Linked DNA regions of Mus musculus: regions 1 and 3 are each linked to region 2. Evidence: chromatin contacts called from public HiChIP or PLAC-seq and promoter capture Hi-C data. All regions are on one chromosome and are shown on one strand. Each heading gives the region's core, a stretch centred on a gene start, on an enhancer-like site or on the middle of the called end of the contact. The rest is flanking DNA. Distances are from core to core; before and after follow the strand shown.

Region 1 (3,636 bases), core at 963-3,462, 610 kb after region 2:
CTGTGGTTTCTTTCTGTGAAAGTGTTCTCTGACTAGAAGGGAGAGTGAGTTCTGTGATGGTGGTTGTAATAATTTGTTAACTAGAGCCATGTGTAATTGCTTATCTACATATGTATTAAATTTGACCCGTGATGTGGTTGGGTTGAGAAACAAGAATGGTGTTCTTTGAAGGGCCTTAGTTTTTGCTTTTAATAGAGTTCAAACTGTTTTCTTTCTCTTGAGATACATGGTAATTTAGACTATCTTCTAGATCTAGTCTAAGCTTGTTGTCTCTTAGAGTACAAACTGTAAAATTCCGAAGAGAAAATATCAGAGGACACAGCGTACAAGCAGCTGTAAACACTGTATACTGTTCATTTGTACCCCATCTTGAACAGTTGTGTGTTTTCATTTTATTTTCGTGTGACCCTACCAGTGCCCGTACTGTTGAAGAAAAAGCCTTTTCATCCCCCATCAATGTATTCTCAGGGAGGGGTGGGTCCCATGAATCCACCATAGGCAATGTATTGTGGAGATGGTCTTGAACAGATAATTACAGCTGATGTGATCAGGAGTGTCATAGCCCCAGCATTACATCCCTAACATGCTTTTAAGTGTTCATGGAAAATATAGTGAGTCTTAGTATAAAATTACCTTACTGATGCTAACAGTAAAAACTGTTATTAAAAATAGTTTTCCAATTCCAGGGAAACATGTTTCACGTTAAAGTTATATGCTTTATGTCAGTTTCCTTTTGCACATTGATGAGCATGGTTCTCGAGCCCACCGAAATGCCAGCCACAGTTGCAGCCACATCTATCAGAACTGCATCTGAGGTTCTGGCTAGTTTTCTCGTTTAATCCTCCCAAAGACCTTGTTTAGTGAGCATTAGATTTACCACCATGTCTAAAGCCGAACTCTTGTTAGGTCAGTAATAGAAAGCATATGAGGGACAGAGCTCTGGGCTGTACTCAGCTGACTCAAACCAAGCTCAGCCTTCTTACCAGTGCTCAGAGTGGACCATATACACACACACACACACTTCAAGGAATTGCTTTAGTTTTCCTTCCTCCCTTCCATTTTGTGTTCTCTCTCTCTCTCTCTCTCTCTCTCTCTCTCTCTCTCTCTCTCTCTCTCTCTCTCTCTCTCTCTCTCTGACATTCCCACCTACCATGGCTTATATGGCTTATGTAAAGTCAGAGGACAATTTACAAGAGTTTCTTTCCTTCTACAATGTGGGCCACAGGGATAGAACTCAGGTTGTCAGGCTTGGTCCATTTCTTTGGTCCATCTTGTTATCTGTTGTAATAGGTTTTCACCATTGGACAATAGGGATGGGAAGTCTGTGTGTGGACTCATAGTCTTCTTTCTGTTGCTTCTTCTTTTCTCTCTCCCAGTCATCAGTTCCAAATGGAAATTATTTCTGATAGACACTGTATCTCATGTTGGGCTGTATAAAGGGCTTAATTGTAATTAAAACATTTTTCTGTTTTTTCCTCATTCTACTTCAGAAAAGGTAATTTTACACTAATCATACCTCTAAAATTTGTAAGAATTTAAAATAAGTGGTTCACTTATTTTATTTATGGAGTTAAATGAAAATTATTCTAATATTTTGTTATATTTTATTTATTTCTCAGCTCTCTAAAATTATGACAGATATCAAATTGCAGTTTTGGGGGCCAGGTTCCAATACAATTATGTGTTAGTCTTTATATGATGATAGACGATCCTGGTGACATTCTTGTATTGTCAGAGAAGTATGTGAGTTGTGGTAATTGTGTTGAGTAACTGTCTTGATGAAGTATCAAATTGCTTTCGACTACAGTAGAGGGAGGGGTGAGCTGATTGCCTAAAGCAAATAAGAAACAATGTAAACTCCAGTGAGGTGCAGGAGAGTGTTAGAAATTTAATTTTTAATTTTCTAGAAAACGTTTTGCAGAAAATAATTTAGACTTAGATAAGAAAAATAAAGAATTTGATTTAAAAAACCATGTTCACTCTACTCAGAAATTAAGCTAATTTAGTAAACTATGGCATGCTAAGAAAACTTAGGGCTTAGTTAATCTGTTTCAGCAATGTGGTGAGATCTGTAGATGGACCTTTTTCAGTGAATCAGAAGACCCGTTTGATTCGTTGGTTCGGCACGTTTGTCTTGAGGGCTTACTGTGTGTACAAGGAGTCGGTGCGGTTTGAAACACTGCCAACAAGGCTTTACTGAAAAGCAAAGAGGATCTGAAAATCTGAAAAGCAAGTGGACACATTACCGCCACCAACATCATGTGAGGGGCTGGCTGTTGGGGCGGATGTCAGGACAGATAAGATGTGTGCCCCTGGATCTGAGGCCAGTAAAATTGCTGCTTAGTTTTTTTAAAGGTATATGGTAGTTCATACAGGACTTCAGCCTTTTTTTTTTTCAGATGGGATGTTGTAATTGGTCTTGTTTTTCCTCCTAAACTGCTGCTTCTGAGCATGGCCTTAATTTTAGTTTCCTGCAAAAGTGATTGTTGAAAGATTGTGTCATAGTTGGAACAGCATCAGGAGTACATGTGAGGCCTCATACCCTAACTTCAGTTTCAAGTTTGCTGGATACAAAATTACAACATGTATCACAACTTTCTTCTTTTTCTTGGCTAAGGGGGCAGAGGGTGTACGTGACCACAGGGGGTGAACATGACCAATGCAAGAGTATGAAAGAATGTGACTGGGTGAAGTGACTATGAGAATGTTTCATGTTGAGAAATTTTCTGTAGCAGATATAAAGTAACAGTCTTGCATATTACGGGGGGGGGGGGGGGGGGAGGGAGAGAGAGAGAGCGAGGGAGAGAGAGCGAGCCTGAGCAGGCCAGCCCACAAGATTGAGATAACTGACTTTGACATATTTCTCTTTAGTGATTATTATATACATAGAGAGTTGTTGTGGAAAATATCTCGAATCCAGTAGATGTGTGGTGTGTGTTATATAGTTTTCTTTTAAATAAATAAACAAGCCACCTTTCATGTAACCTCAGGATATACTATATTAAATACTAATAGCTTTAAATAGTAAGGTTGAAACCAGTATCTTGATTGTTAGTTTGCTCAGCTATTGACATGATATTCCTATAAAAATAATCAATTAAGCATAATATCAATGCATAGGAATACTAAACTGGATACCAGGATTTTAAAAATATTCATGTTCAGGCTCTATTATAGCTTAGTGCAGTTGGCTATTTTGCATTAGTTTCAAGCACAGTTTTAAAACATGGAAGTGCACAGAATATTCCAGAAGCTGGGGAAAATGTTAACATTGGAATCCAGTCAGCAAGCTTGAAAAGTTCACATAAAGAGCTGTCTGTGTTTCTTGAAGAAGTTTTTCCTTTCCGTGGGAGGGGGAAAGGTCTGTGGTATAAATTTACTTAATATGATGTCAGTTGCATAAAGCCAGCTATGAATAATTATATTAATATTTGATTTTTAGTTGTCTTCTTGAGCCTTTATTGGTTGTGAGGAAACTAATTAGATGGTTCATTATAAAGGATCCTGTGTTCCTTTACACAGGTAAAGGTAGCGGTGCATCCTATGGAGCATTCAAATAAATCATTTGGTGCGTGTTTCCCTCTAATATCCACAAGTTAGAAGATTTTGAAATAGGAAAATACACTAATATGATAG
Region 2 (3,459 bases), core at 926-3,425:
ATGTTCTGTATCTTTGGGAAAGAGTCTGGGTCTGTGTACTGTTGGCTTAACTTGGAAACTGTGCTGACTCTGCTCCAGACAGCTGCAGTAGAGCAAAGACAGTAGCAACGTGAATCATGGGAATGTTTTGCTTGCCCAGTACATATAAAAGTTCCTCCTACAGTGTCTTCTACTGTGTGTACAATAGATGATGTCTAAAGAGTATGCAAACCTATCTTAGTTTGAAATACTCAGTTGGGCTTCCTCTGACAGCTGAGAGGAACAGATGCATAGACCCACAGTCAAACATTAGTTTCATAGAGCCCAAATTGGAGATCTCCACTGGGTTCCTCCCCTTGGGCTCCGGAGACCCCGTGGAAGAGGCGGGGAATTGTAGGAACCAGAGGAACACAAGAACACGGCCCACAGAATCAACTAAGCAGGGCTCATAGAGGCTCACGGAGATTGAACCGGCAATTACAGAGCCTGCCATGGGTCTGCGTTAGGTCCTCTGCATATACATTATGGTTGTTGCCAAAACACCTTAATTTAATGTGGAAAAATTTAAAGAAATTAATTGCAAAGTACATAAAGTTAAACTTAATAAGCAAATCTCTGCCTGTTTATGTGTGCACATAAACAGGAAGTTTCTCGATTTTTTCAATCACTAAATTAATCATTTCTCTTAAGAAAATGACCTTCTTTCTTTCTTCATGATACTCTGCCTCCCAGTGCAGTTCTCTGATGGATGTAGAGTTGAAAAGCAAGGCTTCCTTTCAAGAAACCTTATCTCCTAACGTCTCCACTTTTCTTCTCTTTCTTGTGAATCTCACATGACCAGATAGTGGATGGTGTCAGCTTAATCCACTCCAAGAGGCCTGCCTGCCTCAAACTCAGACTAGGCCAGGACCTAGCACTTCCTCTTCTTGAAGTTCACATCTGTGTCTTCTGCTGTGCTAGTATCCGGCCTAGAGAGACAGCCTTGCTGTCTAGGAGAGGTCTGTCACACACACACACACACACACACACACACACACACACACACACAAGAGCGCGCACACAGACACATATGGACGCGCGCGCACACATACACACACATGCACGCACACACACACGCACACAGTCACACACACACACTCACACGAACACATGCACAGAGAGAGAGAGAGAGAGAGAGAGAGAGAGAGAGAGAGAGGGAGAGAGGGAGAGAGGGAGACAGAGAGAGATGAACACACACACACACAAACACACACACACACACACACACACACACACACGAGCGCACACACAGACACACATATGGACGTGCGCGCACACATACACACACACGCGCACGCACACAGTCACACACACACACACACACACACGTGGTTTTCAGCTACAGAAGAGGCAGGTAAATCTACATCATATGCTAGTGGTTGCTTTTACCTCTGAATCTCAATCGGATGTCCGAAGCCTGCACTCCTGTCCATTGCTCTTGATTCTTACAGCTCTTTAGGTGGGGTGGGATACAGCTACTGCTCTGGAACGTGATGCACAGCCTGGTTTCACAGGAAAGCTTCCTGGAAGCTATTTTCAAAGAAATTACCTCCCGGGCCAAGCTTTATTTTCCGCAACTCCAGTGTATGGATTTGTATAAAGCCACCTCCCTTGTCTACTGAAATGTGCCAGCAAGCCACAAAGGCATTTAGTTCACATTACAGTAGCACACATTAATTGTTTACATTTGTCTAAGCTCATGATTCCAGCTACATGGGAGGCTGAGGCAGGAGGATCACAGAGTCTACTTGGGCTGTGGAGTGAGCGTTAAGCCAGTCTAGGCAACTTCGGAATAAGCTGTCTCAACTTTAAAAAGGGGGAATGAGAGTTGGGAGTGCAAATTAGGAGAGATTGCCTAACAACAAAGGCAAACCGGGATGGAATGAGCATTTATTTTGTAACTGTGTGAGGTAGCTCCGGCTTTGTCTCATCCACAAACTGCACAATTAAAGGTGTGGTGTTTAGCAGAAGGTGACTTGCTACTCACTGAACGAGCTCTTCTTTAAAGGGGGGGGGGGGGGGGGGGCACGACACTCTCTAGTTAACTCGCTGACTGACAGAGGGCCTGAGGACTCCTTAGTCACCTGACTGAGCTCCAGCCCTCCGCTGGGAGGGTGTCCTGAGCCTCCGCCTGGGAGGGACTCCGGTCTCCCTTCAGATTCCGGCAGGAAGTCCGCACGCGTCCAGGGAAGAGTCAGCGCAGTGAGACCCCACCAGGTCACCTGAGTCTAAGGTGCCCCTGGGTCTGAGAGCCGCCCTGCAACCTTCAGCTCCTCGGGAAAACTCGCAGAGCAAGTAAGTGCCAGCACTCGTGACGTCAGCCCAGAGACAGGCGAAGCTGCACTCAGATTGGAGGAAATTAAAGGAAACCAGAAATGAAATCTTTAAACTAGAGCAGGCGGCATTGATCGAGCGCCGGCACTATCTTAAACGCAGGGGAGGAGCTGCTTAAAACTTTAAAGTAGTCGGGAGAAAAAGCAGATATACCAGTAATGAAACGAAAGTAGTAAATTTTTTAGAAAGAATGAATGTAGCTTAATAAAATATTAAGTGGATACTTAACACGTAAACCTTAGAATCCTTGGACTTGAGACTTTTCCACGGAATGTTGAAAGCTTTTACCTTGGAGAAATACGAACTATTTCGATAGCTGCTGCCTGGTTGGTAATCTGTCTAAGGTAAACGCGTGTGGGCAGGTCACGTGCTACCTGACCCACGTGATATTTATGGTCCTATTGTCTAACTAAAACTTGAAAAAATTTTAAATGAATGGGAGGGATCTAGCACAAGTTTAAAGCTTGACTGAGCTCTGAAGCGAGTTTAAAGTCTGCCTAGAAAAGCTTGGCGAGACTGTCTCAAATCAAACAAAGTAAAAACGGGGTTCGGGTATAGCTGAGCAGAGCGTTTGCCGAGCATGCCGTATTATTAAAAAATATAATAATAATAATAATAATAATAATAATAATGGATTTTGTTTGCTTGCTTGCTTTTTTAAAGACAGGGTCACACTAGTGTTGTCCTGGATGGTCTGGAACTAGCTATGTAAACCAAGCAGGCGATGATCTCAAAGATCTTCCTGCTTCTGCCTTCTGAGTGCCGGAAGTTAGCTTGCTACCAACCTAGACTGAAAATAAGATTTTTAGAGGAATAATTTGGGGCTAGGTTTGTGCGAAAAAAGGGTTGGGGATACATGTTCAGTAAAGTAATGATGCTTCTCTTTACCACAGAAATGTCACTGATTTAACGCGAGATGGACTCTTCCTTATGGCAGTCTGGGATTGTTGGTTCACAGGGAATTAGATCATGTGCTTTTGGAAATGCTCTGGAGCCGTGTGCTGTAAACGAACATCGTTTATCTAAGGCAATAACTGACTGGAGTTGATTCAGCAGTCAAATGAGGTCATGCGCTCTAATTAGCACTACTAATTATTCATCCAATTC
Region 3 (3,562 bases), core at 77-2,576, 690 kb after region 2:
AGGTTAAAACAAAACAAAACACCCTGACACAATATTATGAGACAAAGAACCTCCAGAGATGCCACTGAATTCATTTTTTTTGGCCTCTACAGCTGGATATGTGGCCAGAGGGATTGGAGGACACAGAGGAACCAAGGCCTCTGAACACAGACAACGGAGGCACATGAGTTCACAGAGACTGAGTCGACATGTTCAGGGCCTTCATGGGGCTGCACAAGATGGGGTCCTAGAGCTGAGAGAAGAAGTAGACACACGCCCTACCCCTAACTCAAAGCTAGCTCTGGTTGATAATCACATCCTGTTTTAGTATAGCCACTGTGCAGAGCCTTCTGTAAGTGCATTCTCTTTCATAAACCTACTGAGCTTAAGGTTTTCCTAAATAAAGTTTTCTGCCACTAGAACACAACTGTACATACTGTCTCTCCCTGGATGGGATAGCTAGATTGGGTTGCTGTCATTACACAGCCCTTCAACACAGATCACAGCAGAACTTCCTGCCTTCCATATATCTGACGATAGACCCTGAAATTACAGTAGGTTCCCAGGAATCATGCTTGACACATGCAGAACGTTTTGGCTAGATCAGTTTTAGAGAGCCCCTGTCTGCCTCCCTAACTCTTTCCTTCTCTATGTGCACTTCTTTATGTTCATCTGTGTGAAATTTGGGTTTCATTACACTCTTTACCTATCACAATATAAGACCCCTAATGTTATTAAAGAGCAAATGAGTTCTGTTTATAGTTACCAAACCATTTATGTCTGTTTCCTCACGTTAAAGGATGGAGTAACTTCACACTCTAGTTTTAAAGCATCAAGTGGAATCCTTTGGGTGTTTATGCTTTATTTCAACAACTACAATATATCAAGTTCTGGGATCATTATCAGAAATAAAATCCTCAGATGATCTAGGATCTCAGCTAACCTATACTATAGTTCATAATGCAGTATTTCCTGTTTTTGTTAAATAAATGAGGGAGCATTAGCAGCCCATTGTCTTCATGCAAATGAATTAGTCACAGAGGACTACATTATAGCACATTAGCAGTGAGCGTATAGTTGTCTATGTTTGGAGTGTTGCTTTATGAGCTATAACAGGAAGTGCTGTGTGAGAGCTCTGCTTGAGAAGAGGCACCGAGGCATTTTCAGTCAGCGCTAAAGGACTCCATCTCTGAATCCTTGAACACTGCAAGGTTGAGGTCTGGCCTTTTCTTAAAATAGGTTCAAGGAAATGAAGTAAGCCCTATTCAATCTGCTATTAGAGTCTGCTCACTTTTCAAATAAGTGCCTTTCTGAAAGTCCAGTGTCGCAATTTCTGGTGACTCACGGGCTTTGTTCCTGTTTCTCTGCAGCTCCACACCTTGTCATCTTTTAACCTTTTTCTTTTCAGTGCTGTGTATGACTGTGGAACATAGTAATTACACATTGGTTGCTACACTAATTTCTCAATCATGAGTCACATGCAGCATAAATCGTTTGTTGTCAGGAAGTTTTATTTATTGAAGAGAGAAACCACCCAAAGTAAAGATTCCTTCAGAGTATGTCGCCGAGGACTGGGCCATCTTGATGTGTACTCCACTAGAGAATTCTAACACAGCCTCCAGGAGGTTTAAAACCTGCATTTAATTTAGATTCAACTGAGATATGTAGTTAACATTTTCTAGGTGTCAGGCAGTGTGCCGACTTCTTTTGTATTATATCATAATTAAGTTATTTTTAATAATGAATTGGAAGCACCATTTTATAGATTAACTCTGTGAGCACTTCCAGTGAGATATGTGAAGGACTAGTCTGAAGTATATTCAAGGATGAAATAGATCACGTGAAAATGTAAGATTAAGATATAAAAGGTTTATCAGAAGGGATCTGTTGGTTCAACTCTATAGTCTCAATTACTTGGGAATCTAAGGCAGGAAGAGCGCAAATTCAAGGATTACCCTGAATTACAGAGTAAATTCAGGTTCATCTTGGGCAACTTGAAACCATATCTTCCTCCTCCTCCTCCTCCTCCTCCTTCTCTTCCTCCTCCTCCTCCTTCTCTTCCTCCTCCTCCTCCTTCTCTTCCTCCTCCTCCTCCTTCTCTTCTTCCTCTTCCTCCTCTTCTTTTATTTGCACACTTAGAAAAGTTGTACACAGAAACTTAACATTTGTAAAACAGATCTGTTAGGGTGACATTTTTATTTTTAAACCATTAAGATTGATCGAGAAATAAAACAAAAACATAGTAAAATGTGAAACCATTTCTTAAAAGTAAAAAGAGGCCTGGGATGTTTCTCAGTGGTAGAGTGTATGCATAGCATGTACAAAGCGGGGCCAGGTTCAATCTCCAGTACTACCCTCCACCACCAAATCAACTTTTCCTCTTTGGAAGTTTTTCTTTTGGGGGAGGGGTGTGAAGAAAGTGTGAGGACTCATGTGTGTTCCCGACTGCATTAGTTTACGTGTGCGATGTGAGTATAAGTGTATGTGGAGGCAAAAGAGGTCTCCTGGAACTGGAGTTAGGAGTGGTCGTGAGTCCTCTGATGCTCACATCCACTGTAACTGTATCCTTTGTAAGTGCTTATCTTAGTCAGGGTTTCTATTCCTGCACAAACATCATGACCAAGAAGCAAGTTGGGGAGGAAAGGGTTTATTTGGCTTACACTTCCATACTGCTGTTCATCACCAAAGGAAGTCAGGACTGGAACTCAAGCAGGTCAGGAAGCAGGAGCTGTTGCAGAGGCCATGGAGGGATGTTCTTTATTGGCTTGCCTCACCTGGCTTGCTCAGCCTGCTCTTTTATAGAACCCAAGTCTACCAGCCCAGAGATGGTCCCACCCACAAGGGGCCTTTCCCCCTTGATCACTAATTGAGAAAATGCCTTACAGTTGGATCTCATGGAGGCATTTCCTCAACTGAAGCTCCTTTCTCTGTGATAACTCCAGCTGTGTCAAGTTGACACAAAACTAGCCAGTACAGTGCTCCTAAGTATTTGTAAATGGTGCTTTATTTTCTCAGAAAAGGGATGAGAAGAGATGAGAGCCATGCCCAAGCTTTGTGAGTACATGGCTTGGGCTGAACCCAGAGCATTTCTGTCTAACTATTGCTAGGCCTAGGCCTGGAAGCTTCCAGCCTCTGTGTAATCTAATCTTCTGCAAGCCCAGGCCTTGAAGGCTTCAGCTTCCAGCCTCCCATCTACTGACCTAGGCTATCAATAAATACTACAGACAAGCCCACTACTCTAGGCCTAGATATTTCAGCCTCTGAGACTTACTGTTAAATTAACCTCCCCTTTCTAGCTCTTTCTGAACTCTAGCTGGTTGGTTCAACCCAGTTGTTCTGGCTCAAACTCCTCCCAAACCTGACTGATTCAGAATTGGTTCCCTGACTTCTGACTGCATTGCTCTGCTTGAAAATACTGCTGCCTCTGAGTTCCATGAGCTGAGCTGCATTGAGTGCACTGAGGTACAAACTGACGAGAACTGTACAGAACTGCAGGGACGCAACTGAACGCAACTGCATTGAACTGAACGGCACCAAACTGACCCAAACTGAATTCTTTCTGAACCTCTTACATTGAGATGGC

What was found. Promoter capture Hi-C pulls out the DNA fragments that hold promoters and counts their contacts. HiChIP or PLAC-seq counts read pairs in DNA pulled down with a chosen protein or histone mark.
Region 1: a promoter capture Hi-C map of liver shows a contact between it and region 2, with 2.2 times the contacts expected there. The contact joins the enhancer-like site here to the promoter of Tmem144 in region 2. A contact is called at or near these places in 4 of 39 promoter capture datasets (HPC-7-derived erythroid cells, hippocampal neurons, liver and 1 more), 2 of 484 Hi-C or Micro-C datasets (the G1E-ER4 cell line and the HPC-7 cell line), 2 of 115 datasets of contacts at active chromatin or transcription factors (bone marrow-derived macrophages and extraembryonic endoderm stem cells) and 1 of 9 other capture datasets (liver).
Region 3: a contact with region 2 is called in an H3K4me3 HiChIP or PLAC-seq map of bone marrow-derived macrophages, with 4 times the contacts expected there. The contact joins the enhancer-like site here to the promoter of Tmem144 in region 2. A contact is called at or near these places in 3 of 39 promoter capture datasets (the HPC-7 cell line and pre-B cells) and 2 of 115 datasets of contacts at active chromatin or transcription factors (bone marrow-derived macrophages and differentiating embryonic stem cells).

The regions. Positions count from the first base shown.
Region 1 is chr3:79,232,832-79,236,467 of GRCm38.p6, reverse strand. All of the region lies in intron 1 of 4921511C10Rik (RIKEN cDNA 4921511C10 gene), which reads right to left. It also overlaps a transcript of Rapgef2 not described here. Among named protein-coding and RNA genes, the nearest start is that of 4921511C10Rik, 22 kb to the right of the region's middle. Within about 2 kb of position 2,212, at least 79 of the 459 cell types and tissues checked have an H3K27ac peak or open chromatin away from gene starts, as enhancers often do. A contact at or near this core is called in the G1E-ER4 cell line, the HPC-7 cell line, bone marrow-derived macrophages and 1 more, where this site is marked.
Region 2 is chr3:79,841,625-79,845,083 of GRCm38.p6, reverse strand. Tmem144 (transmembrane protein 144) reads left to right here and starts at 2,175. Exons shown (of 12, transcript NM_001379543.1): 1 at 2,175-2,313.
Region 3 is chr3:79,150,920-79,154,481 of GRCm38.p6, reverse strand. It overlaps a transcript of Rapgef2 not described here. Among named protein-coding and RNA genes, the nearest start is that of Rapgef2, 7.0 kb to the right of the region's middle. Within about 2 kb of position 1,326, at least 195 of the 459 cell types and tissues checked have an H3K27ac peak or open chromatin away from gene starts, as enhancers often do. A contact at or near this core is called in the HPC-7 cell line, bone marrow-derived macrophages and pre-B cells, where this site is marked.